Regions from separate parts of the Anas platyrhynchos genome. Here region 1 is linked to region 2. Evidence: chromatin contacts called from public Hi-C data. All regions are on one chromosome and are shown on one strand. The core of a region is the stretch at or near the end of the contact, and the rest is flanking DNA. Distances in the headings are between cores, read along the strand shown.

Region 1 (5,502 bases), core at 137-2,636, 340 kb after region 2:
CAAACCATCACTAGTTTCATGTCGTTACTCACCTAGGACATTTTCCACAGTTTTCAAAGGACAGTCCTGCCAGAGATTCCTGCTTTTCTGCTGTTATTAAGTACTTTTGCCATGCTTCTTGATTACTGATTTGCTCGTTGCATGAATAGCAATCACATGTTACAGATCCAGTATCAGCAGGAGTAGCTTCAGAGTAATTTAATGCTTCAGCACAGAAGTGACTGCCATTGGAAATTTTGTTCTGTTTTCACGTTTGAGCTTGGTGTACTGTGTCACTTGTGCTAACAGCTCTGGAAAAGAACAGAAAAAAAAATTAGAGGGGTTAAAAAAATAAAAAACTCAAAAAGGTGAAGAAATGGGGTTCAATCATTCCCTGTATTTTATACTCCACAGATATACGAAGCATTGAAGAGTTGAAAGCAGAGAGAAAACACAGAAGTACTAATGTGTACATAAGTTTTTTAATTGACTACCTACAAAACTAAAATACAAGGAAGAGCCAAAAGACCATACAACCACCAGGCAGCGAATGCAGACATTTTAAATAGCTTTAACATTCTTGCTTACCCTGCAAAAGCAGACTGCTTATTCCTGCTTAATGTCTGCATTGATACGTAAAGATTTTAATTTTCTACTTGGCACATTCCTCTAAAAATTATAAACGGGCAAACTTTCAACTAAGGCTTTTTATGGAGTTTGGGTACGATTATACGAGGTTTTGACCAAAACAATACTAAAAAACAACAAATGAATGGCATGAGAGAGCTTGATACTTGGTACAAGCTTTTTGTTAATTTAAGAAGTTGTACATATGAATTTTCTTTTCCACCCAGAGGGCGGCGAGGCCCTGGCACAGGCTGCCCCATCCCTGAGGTGCTGCAGGCCAGGTCAGGGGGGGGCTCTGAGCACCCTGACCTAGCAGGTGGGGCCCTGCGTGTGGCAGGGGGCTGGAACCGGGTGCTCCTTAGGATCCCCTCCGACCAGAGCCGTCCTGATTGTGTGCCTTCAGGTGGCAACGACACCACAGCCGTGCCCCAAGGAAGGGACAGCCCCAGAGGGAACATTTGGGGTCTGCCCCCACCCGCCCACTGCCGCCCCGTTACACAGCCCCCACCGAGCACCCCGGGGCCGCCGTACACCACAACCACAGGGACCCCCCGCACACCCCCTCCTCACCTCACCGAGGCCCTCCCGGTGTCCCCCCCCCCCCTTCGCCTCAGCTCCGCATCCCCGGGCCCTGCCCTACCTGCCCCGGGCCCGGCCCGGAAGCGGAAATCCCCGAGCTCCGGGCGGTGACGGCGGCGGCGGCAGCGGCTGAGGCGCGGGGCCGGGCGGAAGCGGGCGGCTGAGGCGCGGAGCGGCGCGGAGCGGAGCGGGGCGGGCGCCATGTCGGGCCGGGAGGGTAAGGCCGGGCCCCGGGGCCGCCGGCACCGCGCCGGGCCGAGCCGCGCCTCACGGAGCTCTCTGTCTTTGCAGGCGGCAAGAAGAAGCCGCTGAAGCAGCCGAAGAAGCAGACCAAGGACCTGGATGAGGTAGGGCGCCGGGGGGCATCCCCTTCACCATCCCCTTCATCTCCATCCCCTTCCCCTTACCTGTTTCTGCTTCTGAGGGTTGTGGCAGCCGTGACTGGAAAAAGGTAAACGCGATGCCTCACTGAAAGATGAATTGGTGATTTTATAAATAAGTTTTGTCATCAGAGAAATGCCAGAGCCAATTAAGGGCTTTCAAGTGTCCAAGTTACAGCAGTGTAAAAGCTGATATTGTGTATTGTAGTAAAGCTGCCAGACAAACAAAATCATGTTCTGCAGCAGGGCAGAGCTCTGTGTATGGGGAGGACAGCAGGTATCAGGCTCTTGATAACTGACAAAGTGTGGGTAGGAACAGGGCCTAGGGAAGTGATGGAGGTGAACGGGCAGGTGGCTGCTCTGTCACACTAAAACCTGTTACTGACCCTTCAGTGTCTGACTACAAGGATAAATTGTCAGGGGCTGAGCAAGAGTTTGTCTTACATCAGGCTAATGTTTTGATTCCTGCCGTGGTAGGCCAGCTGACTAACTTACTGACAGTTCTGCTCTTGTCTTCGTAGAAAACAAAATTTGGAGGGGCCACAGACTGTCAAAAGGGCAAGACTAGTGATCAAAGTAATTGGAGAAAGCTTGAAGGAAAGCAAAGGGATTTATTTAACTAAGCATGTATGCTACGGCCCTTTCTTTGGAAAGAACAATTGACTTGTAAAATCCAAGGAGAAGGAGCGGCTAAACTTCAGGTCCACCTTGAAAGGGTTTGAGACAGAACATACACTAAATGTGTACCCTCAAAACCAGGTGTTGCAAAACAAAAATCACACAGGCCATATAAAGAAAATATCATGTGGCAAATGTGATATAACATCTCCTTTCCTCTCAGCACAGCAGTGGCACGTGTGGGCATTGCATTGATCCACTTTTTTTCTTTTTATAGCATGGTAGGGAGCGATTTACTAGTAAAAACATAAAAAAAAATCCTGGAAAACCCAGAATACGAAACAATATTTTGTTCTCTTGGGGGGAAAAAGGGAAGTAAAAAGCTCACATTGTAGCAAGGGGAGTTTCAGCATGAAGAAGAGGAAAATGTCCCAGTTTTAAGGAAGCTGAGCCATGGACTGGACTGGTGAGGAATCTCAAAATCCTGAGTTTCAAGGAAAAATCCTACAGTCCCTTTCAGCCTTGTTGTCTATGAAGACTGTACATGTTAGAACATTTCTTTCTCATTGCTTATCAGTTGTTTTAAAAAAGTTTCAGGGGAGGAGATGCTAACACGCTCTGTTGTTCTTTTCTTTAGACAGATCTGGCATTTAAACAAAAGCAGAAGGAGGAGCAAAAGAAACTTGAGGAGATGAAAGCAAAGGCTGCTGGAAAAGGGCCCCTCGGTAAGTGAGGTGCCATACTGATAGGAAAAAAAAGGGCTTGCTGCCTTCAAAAGTCTAATGGTTTTGCTTGTACCTTTCAGCTATTCAACATGCACTGGTAGGATGATGGCAGTTGCAGATGATAAATAACAAAGAGATGCTAATTTTATTTATTTATTTTACTGTGAAATTTCACCTCCAAATTACCGATGCAGTTTCTGTTTTAGGAGGTATAAGTGTACCGGGCACGCTAAGCTGTTCTTGTGGGATGGTGTAGAGAGATCTGGGCTCTTATTTTAGCAGACCACCCTTTTCTTTCCAGGAACATTAAGAAACACGTAAGCTTTGCCACAGTTCTGGAAGTTTAACAAGTGCAGTAATTGTTTTCTTGAAGAATGAATTTCAAGAGCAGGAGATTCCTGGCGGGGAAAACAACAACAAAAAACCAACACTCTATGACTGGAAATAAGTCTGGATTTGGTGCTTTTGCTTAAGTGACTGTGCAGCATGCTGTGCCATGGGAGAGGTTTTGCAGTGTGTTTTGATGGTGCATCCAGCCCAGTCGTTGTTTCAGACAGTGGTACTGGAGTTCTGTCGGTGTGAGGCTGTCCACTCACCCTGTTTTCCTCCAGCGTTTGTAGTGATTGCACTTGGGATGTTGAAGAGTGCATCCTGCCTATTCCTTGGAGGTGCTTTTGTCCTGTGTTCCATTAACATGGCTAATCCCTTCTCCATTCTATAAAGAGTGTTAAACTTTACTCTTTGCTTCTCATTCTTAAGAAAAAAATAAATATTGAGAGGCGTTAGAAGGACCTTCCCAGCAATCCCACAGCAAATTCAATTTCACTAACTATGCTTGCATGGAATCTTGTCAGATGCTGTTTGGAAATTCGAAATCCCTTGGATTCATTTTATCTGTGCACTAAATGATACCCTTAGAGAGTTCCAGCAGGACAGCGAGTAAGGATTTACCATTTACAGAAGTCCTGTTAACTTTCATGAAGCTGTTTATCCATTTGCTTTATTATGGACTCTATTATCTTGCCAGAGACCAAAGTCAGACTTGCTGGTCCTTAGTTCTCTAGTTTCTTCCCAGAACTCTTCCTGTATCTGGGAGCTGTGCTGGCAGTGAAGCTGGCAGATCACAAGCACAGAAGAGTAACACAAAAACAGTCCTCTGACACGGTGGCTGTAATGATAAGTTACAAATCCTAGCCAGCAGTTCTGCAATTTCATATTTGAGTTGATGTTCTTGGAGTGGAATGCAATCCAGTTCCACTAACGTGCGATATTTCTTGTCTGTTTATCTGAAATTAATCTAGCTCCTCTGATTTATCTGCTTACAAAAAAATGTGCTGGGTGTGGGACTTACAGAATGTCTTTGGCATTACATGCTGATGCAAAAAAAAATCCCTGAACCTCCCTCCTGTGTCCTTACCATCCTAAACTTGTTCTGTGTAGTACGTTTCAGCTGCAAGTATGTCTGTATTTCTTGACTGTTCTCACTGGCCATTATTACTCTGTCTTCTTCTAGATGAATTTCAGTCATCTGGTCCGTGACCAATGAGAGTGAAAGCAGACAGTGATTATTGTGTTATTACAGCAAGGCAACGCTCTTGGAACACAGTGCAAAGTCTGCTGTTGACTATCAGCCCTTGCAGCCATGAATTCTGTAGCCCTCCTGTACTTTTCTCCTTTTCACTGGTCATAGATGACACATACAGTGAAAAATGGCATTTGACAAAAAAAAGTGCTTCATTTGTTGCTGTGTTAATATGTGTCAATCCTTGACCCTGCTTTATGCTCTTCAGTAATGGAGAGTGCAAAGAACAGAGGCTCTTGTAATTCCAGTACCTGCTACAGTAGAGCTTCAATCCCAACTGGGGGCTCTCGTTGTTTTAGAAATACTGATGCTTTTATTCCTTTAGCTTTAAATTTGATTTGACCAGACTATATAACTGCTGTATAAGAAATAAACAACGCAGAGTGTGCATGGAGGAGCACAGGAATGGTTGAAATATTTAGTTCTGTTGTAGGTTTAGGAGGCACATTTGGTTCCAGGGGAGACTTGGTTTCTGATGTTAAGTTACTCATTTAGCATAAAGTCTGTAAGATCACAAACACATGCGAAAGCAAAACCAACTCTGGTGGGGATCTGAGTTGTACAGGCAGTCCAGCAGGGATTTGATTTGACAAAGAACTAAACTTGTAGCTAAGATCTCTGTCAGTTGTTTAACCAGTTGTGTTGTTTCTTTTGGCAGCCAGTGGTGGAATAAAGAAGTCTGGCAAAAAGTAGCTCGATCGAACTACAATGTAAGATGTGATGGAGTTATTCAATGGACCTGCAACATTCTGAACATCAAGAAAACTCGCTAGTGCTTAGGTAACATTGTACATTTTGTTTAGTCAGAATAAAACTTTTTTGTTAAGAGGTGATATTTTCTCTTTACCTGTAGGCTTTGTTTTAAAATTGGCTTTGCTGGATTATACTGGAAATGAAACTTCTTGAAGACTACTTGTGACCTTCTGTAGGTTGACTGCATCTGCTGGTTTGGTAGCCATTTATGAGAATTAGTTTAAACTTCTGCATTTTTTTTTTTACAATGAGAGCCAGG
Region 2 (5,745 bases), core at 2,669-5,168:
CGCACACCAGCGGCGTCACCACGGCCCAGCACCACTTCATGAAGGGCAGGGGCCGGTAGCCGATCATGCGGGCCACGTCGTCCATGAAGCGGTCGGCGCCTGCGGGGACAGGGACGTGACAGCGGGGTCCCGTGGGGTGCCCGTGCCTGCCACCCGTGCCTGCCACCCGTGCCCGTCCCGTGGGCTCACCGTAGACCCAGGCGATGACCACGCACTCCCAGAAGGCCTGCCACAGCAGCGTGATCCCGCTGGCCGAGTAGTAGTCAAAGAGCTGGAACACGTACATGCCGCCCTAGGGGACGGGGACACGCGTCACCGGGCTGCGCCGCCGGTCCCAAACGTCCCCGAGAGCCCCCCGGCAGCACGGACACCCCGCAGGCCACGGGAGCTCCTGCCCCACGCCACGGGAGGGGACAGCACGGCGTCCCCACGGCTGTCCCGCGTCCCCACCTGTGTCACCATGGAGAGGTCGATGAGGCAGCAGACGACGCAGCAGAGCGCGGCGGTGAGCTCGCGGCGCAGCGAGCCGGCCCCCGGCTGGGGGAACAGGTCCAGGATGCCCGTGATGAAACCCTCCACACCGACAAACTGCGGCACACGGCAGGGCTCAGCGGGGGCGTGCGGCCCCGGCCCCGGCCCCCTGCCCATCCCCGCCGCCGTACCTGGCTGTCCAGCCCCAGCACCAGGAGCATGAAGAAGAAGAGCGTGGCCCACAGCGGGGACAAGGGCATCAGCGTCACAGCTTTGGGGTAGGCGATGAAGGCCAGCCCAGGGCCTGCGGGACAGCGGGGTCAGCGGTGCCGGCCCCACGGGGGGCACAGGACCAGCCGGCCCCCTCCACCCACCACTCACCAGACTCGGCCACCTTGGAGATGTCCACGCCTTGCTCCGAGGCCATGAAGCCCAGCACGGAGAACACGACGAAGCCGGCGAAGAAGCTGGTGGAGCTGTTGATGACGGCCAGGATGTAGGCGTCCCTGCGGGCAGAGAGGGTCACGGGGAGCCGGGGGGGGCACCGGGGGGTGCCGGGGGCTCCCCGTGAGGGCGGCACAGCCCTACCTGTAGCAGTTGTTGTGGAAGCGGTTGTAGCTGCCCAGCGCGGTCAGGGCGCCCAGCCCGATGGCGTAGGAGAAGAAGATTTGGGTGCCGGCGTCGATCCAGACCTGCGGCGCAGGGGGACCGTTGGGGGTGCCGGGGGGGCGCAGCGTGTGTCCCTGTCCCGGCCCCTCCCGGCCCTCGCCTCCCTCCCCCTGCCCTCACCTGCGCCTCGGCCAGTTTGGACCAGTCGGGTTTCAGGTAGTAGACGATGCCGCCCAGCGCCCCGGGCAGCGTCACGCCGTGGACCAGCAGCAGGATGAGGACCACGTAGGGGAAGAGCGCCGTGAAGTAGACGATCTGCGGAGGAGGAGGGGGTGCTGGTGAGCCCCAGCCCCCCCAGCCGGGCTGTGGGGCAGGGCTGTGGCTCTCTCGTGCCGCAGAGTGTCCCCGCTGAGACCGGGACCTGGGACATCCCCGGGTGCTGGTGGCACCCCCCAGGCGGACGTGGGACCGGCGGGGCCATGGCGTGGGAGGACGGGAGGGAGGCAGCACCGCAGCCCCCCCAGCGTTACCTTCCCCGTCGACTTGACGCCCTTCCAGATGCAGAAGTAGACGACGACCCAGGTGGTGACGAGGCAGAGAATCATCTGCCAGTTCATCTCCCCCGGCTCGCTGAGGTCCCCGGAGAGCCGCAGCACCTTGTTCCTGCACAGCGGGGCAGTGCTGAGCGCCGGCACATCCCCGGCCCAGCCGTGTCCCCGCCGTGTCCCCGCAGTGTCCCCGCACTCACTCCCAGAACTCGATGACGGGCGAGCGCTTGTTGGCCAGGTCGGTGCAGCTGAAGTTGAGGGCCCCGGCGGCGGCGGCGGCGCTGGCGTTGGTGCTGGCGTTTCGGCACAGCTCCAGGTGGAAGAACTCGGCGCACTGCTCCGTGTTCCAGGCGTGGCCGCAGGTGGCCCAGGGCAGCGTGTCGGTCAGCGAGTGCACCAGGTAGAAGAGCCCCCACACCAGGATCATGATGTAGTAGGAGTTGCAGAAGAAGACGATCACCATGGAGGCCAAGCCCAGACCTGAAGCACCACCGGGACGTCACGAGCCCGCGGGGGGGCTGGCACGGGGCCCAGCCCACCCACGGCGACCCAAACCCAGCGGGGACGGGCAGAGGGGGAAGAAACCCGGGGCAGGACGGTGGTGCCGGCTGGGGCTAGGACGGCGGTGACGGCTCGGGGCATGCGGGGAGCCCGGGGCAGGACGTGGTGAACCGCAGGAGGTGGGAGGAGGGAGGGGACCCGGCGGCGCTCGGGGGAAGCCGGCGGCGGCAGCCGGGGAGCCGCGGGGCAGGGCAGGGCGCCGCGGGGAGCTGCCACCCTTGGCCGGGGCGCCCACGGGACACGGGCAAGGTGCAGGCAGCAGGCAGGGCGTGGGCAGGGAGCCGCTGGCGGCAGCGCACGGGCACGGTGCCGGGGGGCCCCCGGGCAGGGCCGGGGTGTGTGTGTGTGTGTGTGGGGGGGGGATTTAAAGGGCGGCGGGGTCCCGGCGGTACCTTTGAAGAGGGGGGCGATGTTCCAGGCGGCGATGCCCCCCTGCTTCATGAACTGTCCCAGGGCCACCTCCAGGAAGAAGACGGGGATGCCGCCCACGAAGACGATGAGCAGGTAGGGGATGAGGAAGACGCCTGGGACCGGGGGGGAGGAGGAGGAGGGTGGGGGGGGGCACACGCGGGGCAGGCTCAGCCGCCCGCTGCCCCCCTCCCCGGTCCCCCCCGCGCCACCCGCCGGGCGCAGCGAATGGCGAGCGGGCCTCCGCGCACTCCCCCTCGCCGCGCTGCCGATGTAGGTCAGGGCAGGCAGGTGCCGGGGGGCTCCCCGCAGCCCCCGACCCGCGCGGGACCCCCAGCAGCCCCATGGGACAGCACAGCACGCACACAGGCAGCCCCATAACCCCTCCGGGGGCATCCCTATGGGCAGCAAGGCAATGTGCGGGGTGCGCCCCCCCCTTGATTTGCACCCCCCCAGCCCGTGCCGGGGTGCCGGCGGGGCTCACCTCCGCCGTTCTTGTAGCACAGGTAGGGGAAGCGCCAGACGTTGCCCAGCCCCACGGCGAAGCCCACGCAGGACATGATGAAGTCCATCTGCCGCGTCCACGTCTCCCGCTCGGGGGCGGCCGCTTTGGGGGGGCCGGGGGGCCCCACCAGCGGCGCCGTCACCGCCCGCTCCTCGCCCGCCGCGGGGGGCTCCGCGCCCTCTGCGGGGACAGGGGGACCCACGCCGGCGGCACGGGCGCCCATGGATGGGGTCGGTCGGAGGGGAAAGGCACCGGAGACTTGGAGGGGGGGGGGAGGGCGCTCGTTGCCCCCCTCCCCCCCGAGCCCCCCACTCGGGCCGTGACGTCAGATGTCAGCCCGGCGCGTGACGTCACAATGCAGAGCGGTGACTCACCCCGCGGCGGCGGGAGGGGGCGCGCCGCGGTCGCGCGTGGCCGTGGGGTCCCCCCCGCGCCTCCCCGCATCCCTCTCCGCGCGTCCCCGTCCCCTATCCCCGCACCGCGTCCCCCCCCCCAACCACCACCACCCCCTCCCCGCTTTCCACCCCCGCCCCGCGCTTACCGGAGCCCGGCGGGGCGGCGGTGGCGGCGTCGCGGCGCGGGGCGGCGGGCGGCTGCGGGGCGGCCGTGTCGGCGGGGACGGGGGGCATGGCGCGGGGGGCCGGGGACCGGGGGCGGCTCGGGGGCGGCTCCGTGCCCGGGGCGCTCAGAAGCAATCCACGAAGCACTTGAAGGTGAGTCGGAAGAACCTCATTGAGGGCGGCGGGGCGCGGCGGGGCGGGCCGGGCCGGGCGGGCGGCTCAGAGCCGGGCTGCGGGGCCGGCGCCGCGCGGCCGCTCCGGGGCTCTCTGCGCCGCGGCACCGGGCGGCGGCGGAGGCAGAGCCGGGCCGCGCCGCCCCCCGTGCGCCATTGGCCGCGCCGCCCGCCCGCGGCTTGCCGGGACTTGCAGTCTCGCCGCACCGGCACCGGCACCGGGGCGCGCCCGGGGCACGGGGCAATGGGGCGTCCCCGGCGGCGAGGGCGCAAAGAGCGCGGGGGGGCGCACTGGGGACATAGGGCGCGCTGAGGGCGCACTGAGGGCACCGGGAATACCGGGGGACAGCGGGCAGTGAAGGCACTTCGGGACCGCGGGGAACTCCAGGACACCGGGCACTAAGTTCGCACTGAGGGCGTGGGGGATACCAGGGACAGCGGGCACTAAAGGCACTCCAGGACCATGGGGAACTCCGGGAGACACCGGGCACTACAGGTGCCCCGTGGCCATGGGGGACAGCAGAGGCCACCAAGCACTCTGAGCTCACTGGGGCCGTAGGGAACAGCAGAGGGCACGGGGCACTACGGGCACACCGGGCACTACAGGCACATTGGGGCCGTAGGGCACGCCGGGCCATACAGAGCACCAGTTGACAGCAAAGGGCAGCAAGGCACACCACGTGTCCACCGACACAGCAGGGTGTGCTGAGAGCCACGAGGCTCGGAGGGACGTCAGGTGACAGCAGGGAGCACCAGGGGACACGAGGCACACCAGACACCCTGGGCTGTGAGGAGCACGGGGGAGCAGCAGGTGCCGCAGCACCCCAGGGGCCATAGGGCAGCACGGTGACAGTCCCCGGGGCCACGCAGCAGGCAGCGGAGGCGAGCGGAGTTCAGCGAGTTTAATGAGAGCAGGACAAGCCCCGACCCCCGCCCGCCCCCCCTCCTCCTCCCCGGTGCCCGGCCCGGCCCGCACCCCCCGGGGCGGGTGCCCGCGACGCCCTAGTCGACTTCTTCCATGCTGCTGTAGGAGGGGGCCGGGCGCTCGGCGGGGCTGGCGAAGCGCTCGGGGAGGCCTTCCGCGGCCAGCGCCGGGGCTCCTTCGGGGGCCAGGCCGGATCCGAACGGCACCGGGGTCAGTCCCTGCAAGCAGAAGGTGGCCGTGAGTTGGAGAGCGCGGCGCTGCCTGCCCCTCTCCTCCCACCTCGCTCCCGGCCAAGGCCCTGCAGAGCGGCTCCTGGGTGCAGCAGGGCAGGGGGGAAGGCAGCGAGCCCGGAGCAGCCCCGGAGACCTGCCCGAGCGAGGAGAGCCAGGCTGCGGCACGCTCAGCCCAGCCCCGCTGCTGCTGCCTCGCCCTGTCCAGCACCGCTGCCCCCGGGCTGCTGCGGCGTGGGCTGGGTGGAACAGCGTCCCAGCACGGCACGGGGCCAGCAGCAGCGAGCCAGGGGGTGCGTGCTGACCCCTGCCTGGGTCTCACACGCAGTGCAGGGCTTCAGGGGGGTGTCCAGAGCCGGGACCCCCACCTGGAGGCAGGCAGGTGCAGGCAGCGGGCCCCGAGCCCCGGGCTGCAGCCCCAGCAGGAGCAGAGGTCACCCCAGAAGCGCCGGGCGCTGACTCAGCCCCACGAGGCCAACGCCGTGGGCGCGCGGGGGAAGCCACGGGCCGCGGGGCAGCAGACAATGAGGCGACTGTTCCAGGACAAGCAGTTCCTGAGCGCAGCGCTCCCCGCGCTGGGACCCGCGCGTGGGGAGCTGCAGGAGGGGCGTGGGGCTGAGGAAGGGGGAGCCGGGGGGCCCCCACAGCCCGGCTCAAGCCCCCCCCTGCCCTGTGAGGAAGGGGCCCCAGGCAGAAGTCCCGGAGAAGCGTGCTCCTGCTGAGCATCCTTCCTGAGACAGCCAAGGGCACTGCCG

The links. A called contact is a pair of places that touch in the nucleus more often than the background predicts.
Region 1: a contact with region 2 is called in a Hi-C map of skeletal muscle, with 2.7 times the contacts expected there. The contact joins the promoter of CCDC51 here to the promoter of SLC6A8 in region 2. A contact is called at or near these places in 2 of 8 Hi-C or Micro-C datasets (skeletal muscle and subcutaneous adipose tissue).

What each region holds. Positions count from the first base shown.
Region 1 is chr13:9,891,226-9,896,727 of IASCAAS_PekinDuck_T2T, forward strand. CCDC51 (coiled-coil domain containing 51) reads right to left here and starts at 1,387. Exons shown (of 5, transcript XM_038185879.2): 1 at 1,247-1,387; 2 at 33-290. LOC106019097 (a long non-coding RNA gene) reads left to right here and starts at 1,259. Exons shown (of 4, transcript XR_003500227.3): 1 at 1,259-1,402; 2 at 1,477-1,532; 3 at 2,821-2,908; 4 at 5,149-5,323.
Region 2 is chr13:9,546,298-9,552,042 of IASCAAS_PekinDuck_T2T, forward strand. It overlaps SLC6A8 (solute carrier family 6 member 8), which reads right to left and starts at 3,919. Exons shown (of 14, transcript XM_038185787.2): 1 at 3,644-3,919; 2 at 3,082-3,282; 3 at 2,582-2,713; 4 at 1,829-2,108; 5 at 1,611-1,743; 6 at 1,261-1,395; 7 at 1,060-1,163; 8 at 853-977; 9 at 663-775; 10 at 451-588; 11 at 190-292; 12 at 1-99. The coding sequence starts at 3,731. USP19 (ubiquitin specific peptidase 19) reads right to left here. Exons shown (of 27, transcript XM_038185783.2): 27 at 4,724-4,978. The coding sequence ends at 4,838.